2 separate regions of the Macaca fascicularis genome follow, and region 1 is linked to region 2. A link is a contact called in public Hi-C data. All regions are on one chromosome and are shown on one strand. Each heading gives the region's core, a stretch centred on a gene start, on an enhancer-like site or on the middle of the called end of the contact. The rest is flanking DNA. Distances are from core to core; before and after follow the strand shown. Region 1 overlaps LOC102119077 (a long non-coding RNA gene). Region 2 holds the start of SLC38A2 (solute carrier family 38 member 2).

Region 1 (2,700 bases), core at 43-2,542, 98 kb before region 2:
AACAGTGATTGGGAAAGGAATAAGATGGTTGGAAAATAAAAGAAAGAAGGATATTTGTATTCAACATATTGTATGTGCACATTGTGAATTTTTTAACAGATGCTAACAAGTTAAAAATATCAATATACAGCAAACTAAATGAAGATACCGCCAACTCACATACAGATAAAGCTCACTTAACACTATAAAACTGTGGGAAGGCTGATCAATGATCAGGTGAAATCACCTCCGAAAGTTTTTCTCTAAATATTAATTCTGGGCTGGGCACGGTGGCTCCCCTCTGTAATCTCAGCACTTTGAAAGGCCAAGGCAGGCAGGTCCCCTGAGGTCAGGAGTTCAAGACAAGCCTGGCCAACATGGTGAAGCCCCGTCTCTACTAAAAACACAAAACTTAGCTCAGCGTGGTGCCTCATGCCTATAGTCCCAGCTACCCAGGTGTTTGAGGCAGGAAGATTGCTGGAACCCAGCAGGTGGAGGTTGCAGTGAGCCAACCTCCACCAAGCCATCGCACTCCAGCCTGGGCGACAGAGCCAGACTCTGTCTCAAAAAAGAAAAAATAAATAAATATGAATTATGGATGAACGCTTAACATTCTTGTGGGCACAGAAAGCACACATGCAGTGGCAACAGCACCATTGCTCCTGCAGAGAGGAACGGAACAATTCAAGTCACTGATGTATGAACCCAGGAGGTGCTTTGCAGGCTATGATTATGTGATTCTGGCTTATTTTCCATCTTAATTAACTGCTATTTTAAAAAATAATTTGTAATGATATCATTAGAAAAATTAAAATAAAGAAAGAAGTCCCTAAATGGTCCTGACTCAAACTTGAGAAGTATTTCCTCTGGCCTCACTCAAGAAGAGAGAAAGCCGAAATGGCCTCGGATAAGTTTGAGTCTGATTAAAAGCTTGCTCCTAAAACCATATTTAGGCCCTTGGTGGACTGTTTGTCATCAAAGAAATCTGGCACATCATGCAGAAGAGAAGGATTAATGTGACTACCAAGTAAACCTAACAGTGAAATCCAGCCATCATTACTCAAGTTGATGAATGGTTTGGAGTGCTGGTACACTATTGTAAAACACAGTTGACTGTTTATAAGACAGAGCAATTTCTTTTCTTACATTTTCTCCTCCAGCATTTCTGAGCAATTACATTAGGAAGTGGCTGTTTACCCTGGCAGCTGGGCTCCATATCTCCACCAGTGGAGAGGCAATTCCCCTGGCTACAAATACCCATAGAGCTGACTCATTACATAAAAAGGAAGTTCTGTTTGGTAAGAGAGTTTAAAGAACACACTTTAGAACATGTATTAAACATTAGTGTTAATCATTGCCAGAAAGGACGAGTAGGCTACAGGTGAGTTGGTGAACTTAAACCCAAACTTATTTTGATAAAATTTGGTACCTTGAACTCTAGATCTTTTGTGAAAACTGAGGCTGTAGGCCCAGCACTAACGAGAGTGTCAGGAACTTTCTATTTCCAATATAATTCTAATAAATGTATTAATATCTTAATGTGGTAAGTATGACACTTCTCTTCGCTTCCTCATCTAAAGCAATAAACCTGGCCTACTTAACTATATTAGGGGTGATGATGAAATTCAGTTAACTATGCCTAACACCCTATAATCCCTGGTGTGGATAGTTTGAAAAATAAATATCTTTTTCTTAATTGTAAGCAAAAATGAGAAAGTAGAAAATATCTATTAATAGTTTCATCTATCACAAAATTTTATAGCCATAAAAGACATCTATGGGGAGTGTATATCCAGGGCAACTTGAATCTATGCTCCCTGATGTCTAGCAGCTATACTCACAAGTACATATGTAGTAATTTTTTCCCAATTTGCTTGTACATTTCCTTTCTTTGCTATCAAAAGACAGAAAAAAAAATTATCTCTGGACACCTCCCAAAGTGGATGCATTTTTTTTTTTCCTGTCTGGGCACACAGCCAATAGAGATTAAACTAGGAAGGGAATTGATATGTTCGTGGGTGAGTATATTAAACCCTCTGGATGCCAGTTTTATTCTTTGTAAAATAAAAACTGGACTAATAAGTGGTTTTCAAACCTCAGTATATTTTAGGGTTACCTAGGAAAGCAGGTCTTGGCCATCAGGTTAGGATCTGTGCATTGGTATTTATTTTAACAAACCCCCAAGAGATTCTGATGTACGCCAAAGTTAGAAAATTTCTAAATCCAAGTATTCCTAAAGTCACTTCTGGCTCTAACAATCACTAATCCTTTTTAAAATATACCTTCTTTGCATATATAGAAAAAATTTTTAAGTGTAAAACTGCAATTATATACATACTTTGGGGCCATTTTTTTCTCTTTTCTATTTTTGTGTGGCTTCCCCTCCTGCTGATCCTCCCATGGGCCCCACGGTAACAATCTATCAATGATCTTTATAAAGCAGGCACAGGCCTTCCTGGTCCCATATTCTAGATTTGGGATGCTGAATCCCAAACTTCAAATGTATTTTTTAATCTAACTGAAAGTATCAATTATGTGCAAATCCTCTGTTTCCTCTCATTCTGTCTCCCTTGCCACCATCCAGATAACCTTGTTCCAACTGATTCTGCACAATCACGATTGTCTGCCTCTGTGCCTCCAGGGCGAGCTCAATGCTTGGCGGGCACTTAGGAATTGTTTGTTGACTGACTAACTGGCTTTGGAAAGGGAGAAACTCAATCT
Region 2 (2,700 bases), core at 77-2,576:
CGCGCCATTGCACTCCAGCCTGGGCAAAAAGAGCGAAACTCTGTCTCAAAAAAAAAAAAAAAAAAAAAAAAGACTGGCCTGAGCGGAGTAGAAGGTTAGAAGGTTTGGGGTAGGGAACACAGGAGTGTGATGGGGGAAATCGGGCCCTCGCTTGTCAATCATAAACACTGGTGCAGGCGAGGGCACCCGAAGCCTCATGTGCGGCGGAAATAGGCAGTTGTACAGATTTCCTCAGTAAAATATTGAAAGCAAAAATTGTGATCACACCCAGCCCTTTGCTTTGTGCCCTGCCCAGTTTCTCCCACGTCCCCATAAGGAAGAGAGCAGTAGGTCAAACTTGTTTGTTCATTCATTCCACGAACATTTCTCTCTCCTAAGGGGTCTTTGTTTCCAGCAAGGGAGTGAGTCTTGCCTTTCCCGCAGCACCACTTTCTCCACAGTGAAGGGGCCCCCCTAGTTGCCTGGCTCAGCAAGACCACATCACCATTGAAGGGAAAGGACCAGGCTCTGCAGAAAGCGCCTCAGACCCGCATTCATACAAGGCAGTGCCCTTGCAGGGGGCGGTGGTGGTGGGATAAGAGAAGCGACGTGTCAGCGAATGGAAAACTGGGGACTCCCAAGCAGCCTTAGGAGCGCCGGGCTCCCTACTGGGGCCTCCTTCTAAGGGGTCTGGCTTGCTGGCCAAAAGGTAGCCTTTCCGCTAGTCTGGTTTTCCATGGCCGTACAAAAAGGTCATCCCGAAAAGGAGCTGCTAGCCGACCTCGGGCTAGTTTTGAAGAGTGAAAGCAGGTCTAGGTGGAAAAGAAACAACAACAAACCATCAGGACAACGTTGCTGTCTTGGCCCAAGTTTGTGAGACAAAACCTCATTGTAAATCACAAAAATAACAATCAAGAAAGTGTTTGGTGGGAGGGTGGTGTCCCCGAAAAGCCTTGATATGTGCCCCCAAAGCAAGGACTGCTGGTGAATCGGACAGGAGAAAATTTTAAGGAGATGGCTCCTCAAAGACAACCGCATGTGTTGAGCACCAACCCGGGCTGAAAAGGATAGGCAGCGGCAGCATCTGGGGGTCTTTCCAGACTAGGAAGCTGGAGAGAGTGGGCTTTGGCTTTGCGGGAGAGTCTTGGGGGCGCCCTCGGGCGGGGCTGGGCCGCGGGCGCGGGCCGCAGAGGGAGGTGCAGGGAGGCGGGGCCTCGGGCTGGGCGGGTCGGAGGTGGGGCCCAGGTGGTGTTGATACACAAAGAGAAGGCGCCCGGGCGGCCGCGGCCCCGCCCACTGACGCGTCCCGGGGTGCCGCTATAACCCGCCGCTCAAAGGGCTGCTACAGAGCCCCGCGACGCCGCCGCCCTAGTGAACGCCTTTCCAGTACTGCTATCAGCAGCAGCAGCCCAACCACGCGTTACCGCACACTCGCGCCTTTCCTTTGACACGGCGGACGCCGGAGGATTGGGGCGGCAGTTTGTCATTTCCTTTTTTATTAAAATTATTTTTCCTGCCTGTTGTTGGATTTGGGGAAATTTTTTGTTTGTTTTTTATGATTTGTATTTGACTGAGAGAAACCCACTGGAGACGTCTGCGTGAGGTTTCCAGGGTACAAGAACAGAGACCACCGAGGTAACGCGTGCGGGGGGGTGTCTGTGGGGAGGGCGCGGGACCCGGGCGAGAGTGGGGGAGGGGCTTCCGGGAGGGGCCGCGCGGGAAGGCGACCGCGGGGTCCGTTTCCTTTCGAGGCGGGCGTTGTCGGTTGGCCTGGCCAGCCTTCCATCCTGGCCCGCCGCGCAGGGGTCGCGCCCGCGACGTGGGCAGGAGAGCAGGCGCTGGGCCCGGGCCGCGTGCCTGCCCGGTGCGGAGCCGCATCTTCCCATTAGGGGGAGGGGAGCCAGCCTGGCCCGCGGCTCTGCTGCGGCAAGTCTTGTGACTGATTTGCATTTAATAAAAAAAAAAAAAAATTAAGTCCAGGGAACCAGGAATCTGGGGGCGGCGGAGGTGGGCTTGGGCATGTATTATAGGAGAGGCCAAGATTGGGGAAGACAAGTTGAGAACATTTGACAATATCGACGATCGATATTGCATCAGTTTGCTTTCCAGACATAGGAGGGGCTGAGCGGGCGAAGCACTCGCGGGCCAGCTGCTTGTGGACGGGTGTGCTTAAGGGCACTGGCGCGCGCGTGTGTAAATAAACCCCCAGCTCCCGGGGCCCAGGCGTTCGCCCCCCTCGAGAGAGTAGTGTCGGCCCTTTCCGCCTCCTTCTGGGGAAGGCTGTGTGCGGCCGAGGCATTTCCCGGTGTGGGGACTCCAGGCAGTAAAGGACAGATTACGCAGCATTGCTGTTCCAAATGCTAGAAACGGGAAGCCATGCGCCTAGGTTGCATGCACACGAGCCAGGGTCGGGGCTGCATGTGTGCCCTGAGTGCCTGTGCACGTTTGCAGCGGCTGGGAAAAAGCAAAACAGAGCCCTCTTCGGCCCCTCCACTCCGACTGGGGACAATAGAGAGGGTGAAATACTGAAATCTGCCGGAGTAGGGGGCCTCGGCGGCCGCAGCACAGCGGTGGAATCATCTTTGTTCTCCGCGGCTCAGCCGTCTGTACTTTTCCGCCCCTTGGCGCGCCCCCGCCCCTCGCGCGCGGCTGGTACTTTTCCACTCGCCTGGCCTGGGATGAATCAGCCGCGCTGCGCCTCCCCGCGGCGTCACCTGACCA

Evidence for each region. Hi-C and Micro-C count contacts between places; a contact is called where the count stands out from the background.
Region 1: a contact with region 2 is called in a Hi-C map of liver, with 2.1 times the contacts expected there. The contact joins the enhancer-like site here to the promoter of SLC38A2 in region 2. A contact is called at or near these places in 2 of 2 Hi-C or Micro-C datasets (liver and skeletal muscle).

The regions. Positions count from the first base shown.
Region 1 is chr11:53,185,068-53,187,767 of T2T-MFA8v1.1, reverse strand. The region is part of intron 1 of LOC102119077 (a long non-coding RNA gene); the gene reads left to right. The region is part of intron 1 of LOC102118825 (a long non-coding RNA gene); the gene reads right to left. Among named protein-coding and RNA genes, the nearest start is that of SLC38A2, 98 kb to the right of the region's middle. Within about 2 kb of position 1,292, at least 3 of the 6 cell types and tissues checked have an H3K27ac peak or open chromatin away from gene starts, as enhancers often do. A contact at or near this core is called in liver, where this site is marked.
Region 2 is chr11:53,086,685-53,089,384 of T2T-MFA8v1.1, reverse strand. It overlaps SLC38A2 (solute carrier family 38 member 2), which reads left to right and starts at 1,326. Exons shown (of 15, transcript XM_074006681.1): 1 at 1,326-1,614.